Linked DNA regions of Sus scrofa: regions 2 and 3 are each linked to region 1. Evidence: chromatin contacts called from public HiChIP or PLAC-seq data. All regions are on one chromosome and are shown on one strand. Each heading gives the region's core, a stretch centred on a gene start, on an enhancer-like site or on the middle of the called end of the contact. The rest is flanking DNA. Distances are from core to core; before and after follow the strand shown. Region 1 overlaps UPF1 (regulator of nonsense transcripts 1). Region 2 overlaps ELL (RNA polymerase II elongation factor ELL). Region 3 holds the start of ISYNA1 (a long non-coding RNA gene).

Region 1 (2,864 bases), core at 192-2,691:
CTCGAATCTCCTTACACCTTGCCGGTCAGCAGAAACCATTTCAAAGTATCTTAAAGCTCCATGGAGTAGCCGAGTCTTCTGGGAAGGCGACTGGGGCTGAAAAGGGACCCCACCCTCACCTGCACAGCAGCACCACAACTGAGTCAGCCTTGGCAGGGATGAAGCCGAGGAGGAAGACATTGCGGCAGCCACAGTTATAACACTCCAAAACCGTCTCCCCCAGGGGCCCATCCTTGTGCAGAGTCACCTCTTTGCATTTTGCCCTCACGAGGTGATTTACGATGTGGCTGAAACCAGGAAATGATAAATAGTTAACACCCAAAGTTTGGCTTTTCACCACTTCCAATTTTTGAGCCCCGTTAAAAGTTCCGGTACCGTTCACGGTCCATTAACAGGAACGGTCACACCTCATCCATCTGGCATCCCAGGGGACCAGCCCGCCCCTGAACTGGCTCCCCACTGAGCATAAAAATCAATCCGACTCAAACCATTTTTAAGGAAAACTTCCCTAACACGTTTCACATAGTTCCTGCTTCTCCCCTGCTCTCACCCCTCCCCAGTTCCTGCTTTCTTAAATCCAACTTATCAGGCCTGACTGAATCTATCTCTGGGGCCAAGGCTGCTGTCCTGGAGAGGCAGGAGGCTTGCCCCTCCCACTGCTCCTCTTTGCTCCCTGTAGTTTCTCTGCTGCTCCTTTCAAAATCACTTCTCATGGCCCCTGTGCCTGCTTCCAGGAGCAAAATCCCTTCTCATTGCTGCAGGCCAGGAAACCTGATAACCAAATGTATTAGAAACCTGAGGACAGTAAAAAATATGGAGTGGGGGCAGGGGATGTGGGGTGGTCAGGACTATTTTCCGGAAGCACAGGGCCAGCTCTGAACTGTCTGAAAGCCCTGCCACCTTGGCTCTTTCCTTGCTGCGTGTGGCCAGGGCTCTGCCATCCTTCTCATTTCCAGCTCATGGCTCACCTAAGCCAGGGCCTTACTGAGTTCTCCAGTCACTGAATTCCACCCGCCGTCATGCCAGCCACACTCTGGGGCACCTCAGGCTCTCCCAGCCACCCCTGCCATCTGCGGCCTTGCTGCAGGTTTGTCAGATGCTAAGCATGCCTATGGGGCCTCCAGCCTTCCCTTTGCATCACCTTGGGAAACCCTCCTCCAAGCTACGGCTCAGATGCCAACATCCTAACCCTCTTTGGCCCCAGGAAGACTGTCAGATTATCTAACTAATCATCACTGCTCTCAGTACCTCCAAAGCCCCCCAATTCCCTCTGGAGCCACCACCACTGGCATTCTACCAGAATCAGTGATTTTCTCCTGTTTTTCTATGCTCACCTCACCCCATTACACTGGAAGCTTCCTGAGGACGAGTGGCTACCCCTTCACCCTCACAATCTGACCTTGCACAGAATACACAATACTGGTTGACTGAGGGTTTTCCCTTAGAGGCCCCTTGCTCACTTCCTTGATTTTGGCTCTGCTGACCGGAAGCTGGGGTTGCCAGCTAAGACAAGTTTTATTTAATTGCTTTTCCTGCAGAAGAGGAACTAACGCAAACAGAGTCACACTTACATTACCCAGAACATTCAGAAGACAGGATGCCAGTCTCTTCTGATTACTGTGAAGATGCTCTTCCTTTCCAATCTCTAAAGAAAACCAGCCCCCTTTCTTGCTTCACTCAGAACCCCACCACTAACTCCAAGGTGGCACAAGATCTGACTATCCTGTGTCCTCAGGCCACATGATGGTGAACCCTGGTCCACAGCTGCCAAAGCACAGGAAGAGTAGGGGCTCTGTACAAATAAACCTGCCTATGAATTCGGTCACTTTATTTCTCTAAAACACGAACCTCAGAGGAAGGTGACACCTTCCCTTTCCCCGAGGCATATGGAGGTTCCCAAGCTAGGGGTTGAATTGAAGCTGCAGCTACCAGCCTATGCCACAGCAACTCGGGATCCAAACTGTGTCTGTGACATAAAGCACAGCTCATGACAATGCCAGATCCTTAACTGACTGACTGAGTCCAGGAATCAAACCCTCATCCTCATGGATACTAGTCAGGTTCATTACTGCTGAGACACGACGGGAACTCCAAAGATGACTCTTGCTGGCAATTTGGAGCCTTGTCCCAAAGATATTCTGCTTTGCTTCTCTACGGCAATGGAATGAGTCGCTGCATATCATGGCAACCCTGAAGGAGCCACTAGGGCCAGACCCATGTCAGCAGTGGGGGCTGAGGAGTCCCACTTGAGCTTAGACAAACGGACTCTCCCCTGGAGTCCGAGTACCCGCACAATGCTGGTCTCACCCCAAACACAAAACAAGGGACCCAGTCACAGCTGCTGCTGATCAACAGCAGGAAGGGAAGCCCAGAGTCAACGGTCAAGTGAACTTAATTTAATCTGATGATTCAGGATCTGGCCCATATTAGCCTCAGGACTGCTCCGATGAGCTAAGGCCAGAGGGAGCCTCCTCAGGAAGCGGCTCCCATGGATGCCCATTAGTGTCTTGGGAACATCCTCCCCAGGCACCCAGTAATGAAGATGAATAGGCATGCCAGGAGCTCATCTTGCAGAAAAATATAAATAAAAACTGGGAACGAGAATTAAGCCAACCCTACTTGCATAATAAAAAGAACCGCAGAGAATAAATCAAGGGTAAATACATTAAAGCATTCACACACCACCATCTGTTTCAAGTTAAACCGGTCACAGAGGAGGGGAAAAAACCAGGTTTGTTAGCGTGATTTTATATTGTGCTTTGCTTCAACATTTCCATAATTTACACACAAATCTGAGCACAGCACTGATTAAAGACACATGCTCGGTTTGATTATCTACCTGCCAGAAGTATTTCCACGTCCAT
Region 2 (2,700 bases), core at 29-2,528, 310 kb after region 1:
CACTTAGACTGTGTTGTTAGGCTATTTTCCAGGGTCTCGGGTTTGCTTCCCTTTACCTCAGTGACATAGTAGTGGAAAAACCATGCTTGTGGATTGGAAAATACTACATTCTGTATGGGGCCTGTTGGTTCCCAGAGTTATTCCATATACATATAGCGTTTGAGCTCACGGTGACTTCAGGAAGCAGTGTGGTCACTCAGGGTGCTGCCTGTTTCTGGGGCAGAGTGAGGGCTCACTGAGAGATCTGGGCCCCTGCGCCATGCTGGCTTTTGCTGGGACGAGGATGCGCTGTCCATCAGCCCCAACACACAGCTGCTTCCTTGAAGGAAGCCACAGTTCCTCCATCATCCCTCCAGCCTGCAAAGAGAGTTCCTGTTTCCACCTTTGTCAGAGTCAATTCCTCGAAGTGGAATCTGCTGACAGGTCCTACTTGGGGAAGATTAGCTTTGGCATACAAGATTTCAAATGTCATGACCAGAGGGTTGATGGGGCAGCTGTTAAAGGAATCCTCGACAGACGTCTGTGATGAGTGCTTGGCGAACATCGTCTAAAGGGTTTTAGTCAGATGCCAAATGTGCACCAGGGTGTTTATAGCAATACCCTCTACATACGTGACACGTGTGGCAAAATGAGCATGGCCAGTAGCTATGTTTTACTTAGATGAGCACTTACTGTTATTATTGACTTGTTATCACTTGGCTGAATATTATTTGAGGTCATTGATACAGTTTAGGGAAAGGTTCTGTGGCTTTGATGTTTCCCTTGATTTGAGGGGGCATGGGTCCTCCCTTTGTCTAGGTCTTTTCTGTCAGTAGTCCTTGATGGGGCCTCCCGGTGTGCCCAGAGTCCCCAGGCATCCTTTACCCCCAGCCCCATTTCCCTAAGGCCAGTTGTTACCCTGGTGGGAAAGCAGGTTCAGTGAGATCATATGGCCCTGGCTACCCCAGCAGTGCTGATGGGGTTGAGGGTATAACCTCACTGCCTTAAAAGGCAGGAACAAAGGCATTCCCATTTCACAGATAAGAAAACTGAGCAGCTCAGGCATAAAATATGCAACCCAAGGCTACATAGCTAGTTAGAGAGTGGTCTCCCTCACCCTGAAAGTGCTTGGAGGCCTCTTGGCCTTGATTCCTCCTGTGTCAGGGTTTTTTTGTTTTGTTTTGTTTCATTTTTAAAAGGGTGTTGCAATGCTTTATTTTCCAGCGTTTGGTAACTTAGAGGTAGGAGCTGGAGGTCATGTGTGTGGCAGAGCCGGTTTGTGCTGTTCTGTTCATTGTTTTAGCAACCTAGTGAGTTTTTGCCAGCCCTGTGTGACCAAGCCAGAGAGTTTAAGTGTCTTACTTAGGTCACACAGCTCTTAATTTTTTTTTTTTTTTTTTTTTTTGGCTGCACCCATAGCATGTGGAAGTTCCTGGGCCAGGGATTGAACCCACACCATCTGAGCAATCTGGGCTGCTGCAGTGACAATATTGTATTCTTAACCTGCTGCACCGCAAGAGAACTCCAGTCACACAGCTTTTAAATGGCAGATCCTGAAGTGGAAGTGAATCTTCTGAGCTCAGTTCTGGCCCCTGAGACAGAGGTTTTACTTTCAATTCCCAGCAGCTGCTGATGGCCCCAGTGTGTCATTCCTGTTGTTAAGCCCTTGGTTCTCTGTCTCTGCCGAGAGTGGCTGATTGATGTGGAAGCCGGGCAAGTGCACTGCTTCAGCTTCTGTGAGGAAAGGATGGATGGGACACTGTCAGGTGCTGCCTTGGCTTTCAAGCAAGGCCCAGCCGTTCCCCCCAGCTCTGGGTTGGGTTCGAATGGCTTGACGTAGTATGGAGGAGGGGACTTGGACCTGGGGAGTTTTGCCTTGTCATTCCTGTGTATGTCTGTGAGTTTCATGTTGCTTTTCTCTTGTTCTCCTTAACCCAGGCCCTGGGGCAGCACAGCGTAGTAGTGATGAGAGGCTGGACCAGCCAAGGGCTTCCAAAGTTAACCTGATCTCTTACCCTGGTTGATTCTAGGGTCCTAGCCAGAAGGCCAGAAAGAGTTTGGATTGGACTGTGGCTCTCACTGTCGATACACGCGCCTGTCAGTGTCCACTCCGTTTGCCTTTCCTAAATAGACCTTCTGGTCCTCCTTCCACTTAGGCGGCTGACCTGGAGTCCCGCCAGTTTCTACTGCTGTGATGGCGCAGTTCATAAGCTGTTCCCTAAGTCAGATTTTGGGCCAGAGATAAAATGATTCTGTTGATGATTAGGAAGGCGGGAGACTTGAGCTTTCCTTCTAGGTGTTTCATGTTAGGGTGATGTTTGCTCGCTTAGAAGACTTGTTATTATGGTCACAATGAGAGAGGTCAGTGTGCTTCTCCTGTCGCTGAGGGAAGCCTCACTTTCTCTTCTACAGAGATTACCCTTGTAATAACTTTTTTTTTTTTTTAAGGGCCACACCCACAGCATATAGAGATTCCCTGGCTAGGGGTCTAATCGGAGCTGCAGCTGCTGGCCTACACCAGAGCCACAGCAATGCCAGATCCAAACTGCATCTGCGACCCACACCACAGCTCATGGCAACTCCGGATCCTTAACCCACTGAGCAAGGCCAGGGATCGAACCCACAACCTCATGGTTCCTAGTTTGATTCATTAACCACTGCGCCATGACAGGAACTCCTGAAAAGTTCTTTCTTGCACCTTCCCTGGTTTTATTTATTTTC
Region 3 (2,868 bases), core at 294-2,793, 370 kb after region 1:
CTCCAATTCTCCAGCACCAACTGGACATCCAACAGTTCCATTCCCATGTCAGGCATCTGGCCCCACAGGTTGAGGGACTCAGCCCTCACTTCAGATGCCAGCCTCAAGTCCCTGGCCACTCATATGTCTGACCAAACAACCCTCTGTAAATCCATCCCTTTCAGCCCCCTCAGAGGTTTAGTGATTTGCTAGAATGGCCCGAGGTGCTCAGGGAAGCACTTGAAGTAAATGCAGAGGGCAGGGTGTGGGGAATGGCGCGGGGCTGCCACAACTTCTCCCAGAACCTCCATGGGTTCACCAGAACCTCACTGTTAAGGGTTGTTACAGAGGTAATGGAACCTAATGGATTGTAGGTATGATTGAATAAATCACCGGCCATTGGCAACTGAACTCAATCTCCAGCCAGGAACAGGGGGACAAAACCCAAATATTTATTATACTGTCTTTCCTGTCCCCAGCCCTGAAGGTCTACCCTGGTCCCCAGACTGCCTCCTTCCCCCTTGCGCTCAGTCCCTTTTCATCTGCCCCTGAAACCACGCCCCCAGGTTTTTGCCTGGGCAGTCCTTCACATTTTTGATGTCTTCAGATCTCAAGATCCCTCACCGCGCCACATCCTCCAGGCAGTCTGCCCTGCCCAGCGCTGCCTGTTAGGTCCCTCTGGCTGGGAGTGACCCAGTCCACTTCTGACTCCCCCTCACTGGAGCCCCTGGAGGGCAAAACCTGGACCGGTTTTAGAACCCCCACCTTCCAAGGCCAGGCCCTGACCAAGTTTCCTGCAAATGTTCCCAACTATCCACCTTTTGGGTCAGCTCCAGTGGTGGAAACTTTCCAGCCGGAGGAGGCCGCTTGTTTTGGAAAGTTCCTGGGGGAGCCGCCCCCGCCCGCCTGCCGGGTTCCCACGCTCCTTTATCGCTGTGCTCTTAGGGGGGCTTAGTGCTGTGCTGGCCTAGCTCCTCCCCAGCGGGCCGCCTCTGCTCTGCCCATCCCATCCCCTCCCCTCCTCTCCCCTCCCCTCCTCTCGCCAACAGTCTCTCCCCCGCCCCCACTCCAGCCTGGCCCAATCAAGCCCTCCTGCTACAGGTGGGGAAACTGAGGACTCGCAGCCACCACCCCATCCACGTGAACCCTGTGGCGGGGGTGGGGGTGGGGGGTTGATATCTGGAGGGTGCTGCTGTTCTGGAAGGGGTAGGGGGAGGAGGCAGCCTGGGCTGGAGGAGCGTCTGGCTTCGAAGTCTTAATCCCGGTTTAGTGTCTCGTGCCTCGGTTTCTCCAGATAACCCCGCAGAGGCCCAGCCTCCTTGCCTGGCTCCACCTCCTGCCTTGTGGCTGGGGCCTGCGCTCACTTACATCCATATGATTCTCTTTTGTAATATGAGGGGAAGCTGCCGCCGGCTCAACCCGCGATGCGAAGTGAATCACGCGCGCCGAGCTCGGGCCGGGGGTCTGCGGCCCATATGATTGTCCGGCCGCGCAGGACAGTTTAGGGGACCAGATTAACACGGGGGCTCGGGGCAGAAGGGCCTCGAACCCGAATCCAAGGCCTGTGTGCACCGTCCAGGCCGCGAGCGCCCCTCCTCCGCGGCGTGGGCGGAGCGAGGGGGCGGAGCGGGGTGGAGCCACCGCTCTTTTCTCTCGAGTTCGCGCGCCCCGAGCCCTAGCCGTCCGCTGCAGTTCCAGCCGACTCTGCGCCGGTAAGTGCGGCCCCGGGAGGGGTGCAGACTCCCCAGGGACCGAAGTCGGCTTGGCCCAGCCAACTCTCGGGTCCCCGCTGACTTCCTGCCCACCCCGCGCCCCCAGCTCACCACGATGGAGGCCGCAACCGAGTTCGTGGTGGAGAGCCCCGACGTGGTCTACAGCCCCGAGGCTATCGAGGCGAAGTACGAGTACAGGACGACGTGCGTCAGCCGCGAGGCTGGCGTCCTCAAAGTAGGCGAGGGACCGGGCTGGCCGTGAGGCTAGGGGGAACCAGGGAGCCGAGACCAAGCGGGAATTGCCCAACGTCTGCGATCTCCGCCCTGCGATGAGGGGGGAGGGGCCTGTGGTCCCCGACTCACCGCACCGCCTGTCCCCAGGTGCATCCCACGTCCACGCGCTTCACTTTCCGGACCGCCCGGCAGGTGCCCCGGCTGGGGGTCATGCTCGTCGGCTGGGGCGGGAACAACGGCTCCACGCTGACCGCTGCCGTGCTGGCCAACCGACTGCGCCTGTCCTGGCCTACGCGCACCGGCCGCAAGGTGGGGGAGTCGGGCGGCGCCTGGTAGAACCCAGGGCTCCGCTGGAATCCACGCAGAGGGGGAGGGGCTCTACGGAGGAGTGGGTCTTAAGGGGGCGGGGTTCCTCGCTGCGGGCGGACCCCGGGGCGGGGCTTCCACGGGGCGGGGCGGGCACTCCTCAGGGGGTCTTGTGGGGGCGGAGCCCAAGGTAGGGAGGACTTCGGGTTGGGACCTCCGGAGGGGAAGCAGCTCTTGCCTTGACTTGGAGCAGAGCTGAGGCGCCCGAAAGTAGGGCGGAGCTTGAGTGTGCCGACTCTTGGGCCTCCCCACGCCACGCCCACCCATCTCTCTGCCCTGTCTGCCGCTCCCCAGGAGGCCAACTACTACGGCTCGCTGACACAGGCTGGCACCGTTAGCCTAGGCCTGGACGCCGAGGGCCAGGAGGTGTTCGTGCCCTTCAGCGCGCTGCTGCCCATGGTGGCACCCGACGATCTCGTTTTCGACGGTGGGCGGGGCCCTGGGCCAGGGGTGGGGTGGGAGGCCGGGCCTGTGGGGGTCCAGGATCCCCGCCGAGCTTGAGGGTCCCCGCCCCCCCAGGCTGGGACATATCGTCGCTGAACCTGGCGGAGGCGATGAGGCGCGCGCAGGTACTAGA

What was found. HiChIP or PLAC-seq counts read pairs in DNA pulled down with a chosen protein or histone mark.
Region 2: a contact with region 1 is called in an H3K27ac HiChIP or PLAC-seq map of alveolar macrophages. The contact joins two enhancer-like sites. A contact is called at or near these places in 1 of 47 Hi-C or Micro-C datasets (embryonic fibroblasts) and 1 of 2 datasets of contacts at active chromatin or transcription factors (alveolar macrophages).
Region 3: a contact with region 1 is called in an H3K27ac HiChIP or PLAC-seq map of alveolar macrophages. The contact joins the promoter of ISYNA1 here to the enhancer-like site in region 1. A contact is called at or near these places in 8 of 47 Hi-C or Micro-C datasets (alveolar macrophages, embryonic fibroblasts, fetal heart ventricle and 5 more) and 2 of 2 datasets of contacts at active chromatin or transcription factors (alveolar macrophages and skeletal muscle).

What each region holds. Positions count from the first base shown.
Region 1 is chr2:58,993,515-58,996,378 of Sscrofa11.1, forward strand. UPF1 (regulator of nonsense transcripts 1) reads right to left here. Exons shown (of 24, transcript XM_021083471.1): 3 at 2,840-2,864; 4 at 120-287. Among named protein-coding and RNA genes, the nearest start is that of UPF1, 19 kb to the right of the region's middle. Within about 2 kb of position 1,442, at least 6 of the 83 cell types and tissues checked have an H3K27ac peak or open chromatin away from gene starts, as enhancers often do. A contact at or near this core is called in alveolar macrophages and retroperitoneal adipose tissue, where this site is marked.
Region 2 is chr2:59,301,188-59,303,887 of Sscrofa11.1, forward strand. The region is part of intron 2 of ELL (RNA polymerase II elongation factor ELL); the gene reads left to right. Among named protein-coding and RNA genes, the nearest start is that of ELL, 25 kb to the left of the region's middle. Within about 2 kb of position 1,279, at least 24 of the 83 cell types and tissues checked have an H3K27ac peak or open chromatin away from gene starts, as enhancers often do. A contact at or near this core is called in alveolar macrophages, where this site is marked.
Region 3 is chr2:59,362,129-59,364,996 of Sscrofa11.1, forward strand. It overlaps ISYNA1 (a long non-coding RNA gene), which reads left to right and starts at 1,544. Exons shown (of 11, transcript XR_002341592.1): 1 at 1,544-1,691; 2 at 1,798-1,926; 3 at 2,073-2,234; 4 at 2,586-2,718; 5 at 2,811-2,868.